2 separate regions of the Mus musculus genome follow, and region 1 is linked to region 2. A link is a contact called in public Hi-C data. All regions are on one chromosome and are shown on one strand. Each heading gives the region's core, a stretch centred on a gene start, on an enhancer-like site or on the middle of the called end of the contact. The rest is flanking DNA. Distances are from core to core; before and after follow the strand shown.

Evidence for each region. Hi-C and Micro-C count contacts between places; a contact is called where the count stands out from the background.
Region 1: a Hi-C map of ECoMG-derived neutrophils shows a contact between it and region 2, with 1.7 times the contacts expected there. The contact joins two enhancer-like sites. A contact is called at or near these places in 8 of 484 Hi-C or Micro-C datasets (ECoMG-derived neutrophils, Th1 cells, embryonic stem cells and 4 more), 7 of 115 datasets of contacts at active chromatin or transcription factors (CD8 T cells, the HPC-7 cell line, double positive thymocytes and 4 more) and 1 of 9 other capture datasets (embryonic stem cells).

Annotation. Positions count from the first base shown.
Region 1 is chr8:126,804,767-126,808,978 of GRCm38.p6, forward strand. It overlaps Gm31718 (a long non-coding RNA gene), which reads right to left. Exons shown (of 8, transcript XR_879375.3): 8 at 1-947. Among named protein-coding and RNA genes, the nearest start is that of A630001O12Rik, 42 kb to the right of the region's middle. Within about 2 kb of position 1,540, at least 165 of the 459 cell types and tissues checked have an H3K27ac peak or open chromatin away from gene starts, as enhancers often do. A contact at or near this core is called in ECoMG-derived neutrophils and neutrophils, where this site is marked.
Region 2 is chr8:126,706,251-126,710,665 of GRCm38.p6, forward strand. No RefSeq gene overlaps it. Among named protein-coding and RNA genes, the nearest start is that of Gm31603, 21 kb to the right of the region's middle. Within about 2 kb of position 1,496, at least 48 of the 459 cell types and tissues checked have an H3K27ac peak or open chromatin away from gene starts, as enhancers often do. A contact at or near this core is called in ECoMG-derived neutrophils and neutrophils, where this site is marked.

The DNA of each region.
Region 1 (4,212 bases), core at 290-2,789, 99 kb after region 2:
CAGGGCAATTGGCCTACATATCACATAAAACATTTATCATTTCTGTGTACAAGAACCCTTGAAAACCTTCCCCTTTCTAAGCTACAATGTATCTCCTTTCTAAGCTACAATGTATCTCCTTTCTAAGCTACAATGTATCTCCTTTCTAAGCTACAATGTATCTCCTTTATAAAACAATGTATCTCCTGATGCATTGTTTTCAACCATAGTGACTGTAGCATGCTACAAAACATTAGAAGTGACTTCTCCCACCTGTTCCCTAGCCTGGTTAACTACCCTCTCCTTCCCCCAGCCCATAATAACAACCATTCTCCTCTCTGTTTCCTTGACACCAACTCGTCAATGGCCACGTGGGAAAGTGTGTGGTATTCCTGACCCTTTCATCTTTTAGACCTGATGGATAACATGCTGTTCTACTAAGAAAGCTACAGCAATACCTCTGAAGCTAGGTAGCTTGAACAACACGTTGAGGAACACGTATCATCTGAGATTAGAAGTCCAGGAGCACACTCTTGGCCGATGCTATTCCTTGCAAAGGCCTCTCTGTGGCTTCCAGAGGAGCACCTGCTCATTGTGTCCCTGTTGGGTGAGGATCCTGTGTGTGCTGGAGGTGGCTCCTGTCCTAGGAGCCCTGTACTGACACCCAAGGACCCTGAGGGCCTGGCCCAGGCTCCCCACCCTCTTGTGTGAATGCCATTCAGGTTTTTGTTCATTGTTGCCTGCCGGACAACCGGGAGTGTTTTCTTTGGAAAGCCCAGCGATCCTGCATGCTGCCCTTCCTCTGTCCCGAACAAGTGTTGTTTAATGGGCGGCCGAGATTGTTTTGGAGATAGGCGTCTTTTCGAAAGAGGAGGAGGCTGTGTGCCTTGGTTACTTTGGCCACCTTCCTTTGTTTTTTTTCTGGAAACTCCTCCTCCCCATGTGTGAAGACCGTAGGTGTCAGGGACCTGAAAAACAAACACTCATTCAGCATGCAAGAACCAGGCCCTGAGAAGCCCTGCAAGGCCTCACATCAGGGTCCTGAGGAGGCCCTGAGAGGGAGAGGGGAAGGCAGCAGAGCCTGGGAAAGTCACACCCTACAGTGTGAACTGAGTTTGCTGACTGTTTTGGGGACCTGCAGACAGGGGCCTGTGAATTCCAAACACAGTACACAGGCCTTTGGCTTTCCCTCAGGCCCCTTCCTTCCTGTCCCTCAGCCTGACCCTCCCCTCCTGGCAGGCCCTTCCTGTTTCGGGGAAGTTCAGCTTGTGGTGGAAGAATGGCCATTGTTCCTCCCTCCTCCTGGTCCCCTGCTCACATCCGGTCCCTGGTCTCTAAGTTCCCCTTCAGAACAGCCCAGACTTTCCTTCTCAAGAAACCTGTGAGACGAGGGCATTTCCTCCCTGGCTACCCCGGTTCCCACCCTCTGTTTCCAGTAGCCTTCAGGCCTGCCAGACCATCAGGCTCCCTGCTTTTCTGTGACCCGAGGCCCACACCTGTGACTTAACAGCTCAGTGTCTCTTTCCTCACATTCTACCTGTCCCAAGACATATTTACCCTAGGACCTCATGTGAAAAGGCAAAGGGCGAGTTCTGTCACCCATGCCCTCACCCTTTCAGGCAGGCATCAATCACCCGGTTGACAGGTGGCAAGTGCCTCATCTGCAGGCTGGCAGCTCTCTACCATGACATCATGGCCAAGTGAGCTCTGGGGCCTTTCCTACTGGGTGCCTTCTCTGTCTGCTACTTGATTCCCACTGCTCTTGTCTGGGAGAAACCTTTCTTTTGTCTCCTTACACTAGGGACAGACCCAGGTTCCCCCATCCTACTGCATGATGAATTCTTGGTCCTCTCCATATTTGCTGCTCAGCCTTCACCCTACTTTCTATGACTGACCATGCACACACAGCTCACAAAGAGCCAGGGTCCTCTCCAGTGTGTTCAGAGCTACTGTCATCCCGGGAGATACCGCTGACCCCCTCCCCATTCCTCAGTGTATTCAGAAATAGTCCCCTGAGCAGCTCATTTAGGAGACATTCACCCATGGATTTGTGTGAGCCCCTTTACATGTTGGGGCCTAGTTAACACCATCAACCCAAGGCAGGATGACCTTGGAAGAGCAAAGAGACAAGGCAGGAGTCATAGTGGGTATTCTGAAACTGTCCCCTTTAACCTCTAGAGACAAGATGTATCTGTGGCAGATTAGTGACTCCCCTCTGCTATTAAGGTACACATATATGTCACCTCTGCACCCACAGAGGCCAAGATGGGTCCCTGAGGTCTACATTCAGCCTTATTCCCCGTCCTGTGGATGCTGAAATAATCTAAGATAACACAAATCAAGGATTATAGCAGACTCTGCTACACCATTAAACTTCACTAATACACACACACACACACACACAGAGAGAGAGAGAGAGAGAGAGAGAGAGAGAGAGAGAGAGAGAGAGAGAGAGAGAGAGAGAGCAACTTTCCCTCTGGCCAAGATCTAACCAAATCATTATCTCTTCAGGCTGCAGTGAAGATTAAGTCAAAAGCCCTGTTGACTGTACATGCAGTAGCTGGCAGGTGCTCACAGGGAGCAGCCTGGCTGATCCTCGTCATTTGTCCTCCATGTCATGACAGTCCACACCAACGTGAGGGCTAAACACAGTCACTCTAAAGTTCCAAAGTGTCCCATGGCTATTATTAGGCTGTGACAGGCAGCAGAGCCAGGAGAAGTGACCTGGCTCAGAGGACCACAACCTCTGAACGAATGTCATCATCTCCCCAAGTTCCTGAATCCATTGCCACTAGGTTGGGACATTCTCTTCAAGGGCCAGCTCCAAAGCTGGGTTGTAGGAAGTTGTGCAATCGGTGAGGTTCGCTGGCAAGGGATGACTTTCATCTTTTACACATTGACCCTCATGTTCCTGGAAGCTAAACGGGATGAACGTTTTGTTCTTCCCCCAAACACCCCGCCCCTTCTGTCCTCTGTCCTTCAACCAAACCATGTGTGTGTGGCACCCACAGTTCTCAAGAGACCTGGCCAGAACCCCAATTGGCACTCACATGCCCCCTAGAGCATGCACACATACAGCTCCAGAGCTTTTTTCTTTTAAATCCTTACAGCTGACCATTCCCTGTCAGATCCATAGAAGCCAGAGTATAGGGACCAAGTTGCAGGTCATAAAAGGCATTGGCTGGACTACTCATTTCTCAGGGACAAAGGAACCAGTACCCTCTCAGAGGCCATGGTCCAAGGCAGGGAGAGAATGAGGAGCCATCCTTCCATTACCTTTAGGAGATGGTGATGAGCAGCTAGAGACACTTTTGTTTAGGTCATAGGCAAAGTGGTCTGGGTACATACAAACCTGCACCAGATGTAGTGTTCACAGGACTGTGGTGGGATGCCAATAACAGCCCGAGGTTGGTACTTGGCAAACATGGGTGAGTAGACGAGGGGAAGTCTGGGGAGCAACTCTGTAATGATGGCCGCTCACACTGTTGTGGCTGGTGGCTTCCTCAGTAAAACGTATTTGAGCAAATGGAGCTGCACTTTCTCCAAAATGGTCCCACATTGTCCCCTCTAGTCATTCCCCTTTAGCTTGGGACCTTTATTAGCTTAGCTTTCTGTCCCCAAATGAGAAACTATCCTGATTTTCTTCCTTCCTTCCTTCCTTCCTTCCTTCCTTCCTTCCTTCCTTCCTTTCTTCCTTCCTTCCTTCCTTCCTTTCCTTCTTCCTTTCTTTCTTTCCTTTTTTTTTTTTTTTTGGCTCTGTTATCCCTACACCCACTTGTCAAGCCTCTGACGATAAACTTCATCAAAACAGTACGCATGTATTACAACCTCTGTCCTAGAAAAAAGACATTCACTGGGGCCTATGTGTGTTTGCAGAATGGTTTCCAAATTTGACCTGTGTCCCCAGAGCTGAGATCACCAGAGAGAGCTGTTACTACATCTCTGTCTTCCCCCAGGCAACGCACAGAGGCCAGAACGCCATGTGCTGAGAGCCATGCCATCCTCCAACTCCTTTTGCCCTTGGGATCAATGGTCCCCAAAAGTGTGTGGTGGTTGGACACCAGAAATACAGTGTCCATGAGAGAGAAAATGAAGCTGGGGAAGGTCACTGCTGAGATCTGCCCCTAGTCCCTGTCCACAAAACCCTTTCCCCGTTGGAAGGCATTCCTCTGTCCAGAGACTGGTTCTGTAACTTTGTTGCAGTCAATCTCCAAGGCAGGAAGGACTCCTTTA
Region 2 (4,415 bases), core at 246-2,745:
CCATCCTTCTTCTACTGTGCGCAAGGATCGTAGAGGCTCGATCCTATCCATGGCTCCGAAGCAGATGTCTGGGACTGCTCAGCCAGGGCTCTGCCTCACCCTGTCTCCTCCCCATCTCGGTCACCACACTGTCAACAAGTGACCTTACACATAGCTTGCCAAAAGCCACTTCTTTCCACAGGGTTGCCACAGATGCAACTCCCTTCCTCCAAGGGGACACTGTGGCTGCCACGAGGCATCTGGCAAACTGAGGCTCCTGTTCTTTGGGGCCTTGAGGTTGCATTCCAGGCCAGGGATCCGACCATGACACTTCAGCCTTTTGTCCTGAGAGGCAGCACACATCGTGAAGTAGATGAGTTCAGATCTGAAAGGGAACAAGTCATTCATCTTCATGACTGGATCTGGGACTTGGGTGACCCCTAATCTATCAGTGCTTGGGTTCTTCGTTTATCAGATAGGCCCAGTGAAACACATGGGTCTCAGAGGAGTCATGGGTATGAAGATTCTCTGAAACTCCCAGATCTATGTGCATGCATCTCTCCCAGGGACACTTGACCCACCCACATGGTGGCAGGGATGGAGGAGGCTCACCTGTTTACAGTCCTGTGTTCCTGAACTTGTGTCTTGTTCTTTTGTTGTTGTTGTTCTCTGGGACACAATGTTCACTGGCGACTTTTTGGTCTCTGAACACGTGTTCCCGTGCAGACCCAAATCCATGACTGTTCTGAATACAATATCATATCATAGATCCAGTAGGGAAGCCAGAGTGGCCTGTGGGAAGCATCCTGCATCCAGACAGCCCCATTAGACACTAGTAGTCTGTAATTTGGAACCTGAAAAACATTAGCTGGAACTTAAAATAAGTTGGGCCTTGTTCCCTGGATATTTCAAAGTCAACTGAAATGGGAACCCAGGGTTTAGCCCAGATTGTGTGGGTGCTTTTAGAAGTTGGTGACTTTAAGTGCTGTGGGGGTGTTTGGGGACCTGTGGTGCCAGGCTCCATTTGGGGAATCTATCCCGCTTGGCCTTTCTGGGTACGTGAGTTGTTTGTTTTGTTTCAAGTGTGTGTGTGTGTGTGTGTGTGTGTGTGTGTGAGAGAGAGAGAGAGAGAGAGAGAGAGAGAGAGAGAGAGAGAGAGCGAGCCCAGGGCCTTTAGGCAATACTGTACCACTGGGCCACATCCCCGGGGCCTGCATAGTCTCTTTAGTTTCCAAACTGTCTATAAGCTCATTTTACAGCCTAAGCAGACTTTGGACATATAGTCTTCCTGCCTCAGTCTCCCAAGCAACTGGATTCAGACCTGTGTCACCAGGCCTGGCAAGGTGACAGGTTTAAGAAAAGACAAAGGTCTTTTGTCCCTGGAGATGTTGGCTACTGCCCAAGTTCCCAAGTCACCCCTTACTAAAAGCCTGTCTCAGTTCAGACTCATGCAACGCTGTCACTTGTCACTTAGCATCTGGGAGCTACTGTTTGCTCACTGTGAAATGGGAACAGCGTTCCCCACTGGCAAGGGCTTGTGGGTATTACACAAGATAACACGGTGGAGAGGTTTCCACACTAAGCAGACACAGAAACAGTGTGTGCAATTGTCCCCTTCCACTGCTGCCTCCCAGATGCCTCGGGACCCTGAGGAAGAATCCAGATGGGCTCTCAGATCTAGAAAGTTAAAGAAAAGAAGTTGGATAGTATGGGGCTCTCCTCCACAATTGTTGCCCACCAGCAAGTGAGTTCCCAGAGGCGCCACATCTGCCCCACACATGTGAAGTCTGTGATGCCTGCAGCTGCCAACATGAACCAAACCCATTTTAGATTGAGCTCAAGCAGTGCCAGCCTAGGCCAGAAAGTTGCCTGAGAGAATTAATTAGCCAGTGTATTTCCCAGAGGCTAGGGGCACAGGATTTGTGTGTGTGTCTTTTGTCTGTATGTATATGTATCTGTGTGTTTGCCTGTGTGTCTGTGTGGATATATCTCTGTGTGTATGTATCTGTGTGTGTGTCTCTGTGTATATGCGTCTCTTTCTGTGTGTCTGTGTGTGTATGTATCTGTGTGTGTGTGTGCCTGTGTGTGTATGTATCTGTGTATCTCTTTGTGTGTCCATAGGAGGTTACGTATACATCTTTCTCCTGCTTCTTAGAGAACTCCTGGAGTATAGCTAACACAGAGAGTTGGAGAAGAAGATCCTGTAAGCACCTCACTGAGTTCTCTGTACTTTTAGAGAGCCCATGGAGCTAACAAGGCTGGCAGAAGATTCTGAACTGCTAATGGCCAGGTCTGGGTATGCAGCTCAGTTGGCTGAGTGCTTGCTTAGCATGCAGGAAGCCCCTGGTTTAAGTCTCAGCACCACCTAAACCATATGTGTGCAAACACATATGTGATTCCAGCACTTGGGAGGCAGGAGGATCAGGAACCCCGGGTCATTCTTGACTACACAGCACATGAGACTACACCTCAAAGCAAGATGTTAATGAGCCCATTCATCCATTCAACATTTACTCTGGAAGGTGCCAAGGAGCTCACTAGCTCTTCCAATCTAATGACTTGTCTCAAATAAAGACCAAGTGTCCCTTGAGTTAGAAGAATTTACACTGCTGTCAGGTGTGGTGTGAGGACAGACCACATACACTGGGCTTCACTGCTGGAATCAGCCTCCTGAGTCCTTCAAGGGAGTCAGCTCACCTTAGTGTCCATCCCACAGAGCCCTAGGGACTGAAACTGGGGGTGTCTTCCTTGCTGTCTGCATCTTAACAGCTGCCTGTGGGTTAGGAGGAAGAACAACAAGCCATTTAAATGAGATCACTCCATAAACGCAGAGGAATCCAGGGCACAGAGAAAGGACACATTTGGGGCCTGGCAAATTCTAAAGCATGGTCCTAAACACCAGCTGCTTCTACCCTCTGCTACATGTAGACCCAGGGAACTGGGCTGCTCAAGGCTCCCCAGACAAGAATAGTTCCCTAGACAGCATGGAAACTTGCCTGGAGGGCCCGCCCAGTCAGGACTCAGTTCAGTACCCATCCTGTTAGCACTTGGCTAAGCAACAGCCTCTCAGCACTGACTTCAGTGCCATCCCTCAGCCCAGCAACCACCCTAGCATCACTCAGTTCAGGCTAGAGACACAGAATCTTTGCATGAGTTCACTCATGAGTATGTATATGTGTGTGTGCAGTGTGTATATATGTGTGTAAGTGGTATGTATATGTGTGTGGGATGTGTGGCATGTATATATGTGTATAAGTGGTATGTGTATGGTTGTGTGGTGTGCATATGTGTGTGAGTGTGTTTGTACTATGCTAATCCTTACACTAGCATCACTCAGCTCAGTTCTCATCACTCTGCATTTCCTCTTGCCAAACACACACAGCATACAAACATGGACACACACACACACATGTGCATCCATATACCAAACAAACATGAACTCACATACACGCACACCCACCACATAGACATGGACACACATACATCGCCACACAAACATGGTCATACATATCACTCAAACATGAACATACACACACACCACTTACATGCACACATGCACATGCATTTGCAATACACACATTGCTTACACACACATGTACAGACATGTACACATGCACACACATTCATACACACACCACATAAACATGGACACACGTACATACATGCACACACCAGATACGTGCACATAGCAATAAAATATAAGTCGATTGATCATGTTTCCCAGCAATCAACACAATAGACCCCTTCCAAGGGAGCAGAAGCCTCCTTACCTACATTTTCTGGAAGCCTCTGCTCTCTATCAGACTGCCAGAAGCCACGGTATAAGTAATGCTTGGGACCATCCCTTCCCTCTCTCCAGTGGAAATCCACCAGTGGACCACTCCTGCCTGTCTCCGTGTAAAAAATCTCTCAGCTTATGGTATCCAGAGAATTCTAAGTCACAGGCCCAGGCCTTCTTTTACCCCAGCCATAACCAGCATGAGGGACAGGCTCCCCCGAGACCCCCTCCTCATACCTGCTATGGTATGATCCCACCTGGAGGGATTTCACAAGGCAAATGAGATAAAAGCTTTGATGCAAGCTTGTCATGCTAAGGAGACCCAGCCAAGGTCTTGGCAGGGCCTGCAGCTTGCTCCAAGGGTGCTCTGGAGGTCTGGCTAAGACTAAGAGAAGTAATCCCAGGGCTTCCAGCTTGCAGGCCCACACTGTGTGGTCCCTAAGACCTGGGATCAGGAGGAGAGCCCTAGGCCAGGGTTCCAGCCGCAGCTCAGGGGGCCCAAGCAGAGACTCTCTCACTGTAGTGAGAAAACTTATATAAATAAACATCAGTGGATATTTGTGCTCATTTTTGCATATTAATAAGCAAAAATGATAACTTTCTAATAACTGGCCAGAGATTTTACAATAACCTCATACCTAGCACTACTCTTGGCACC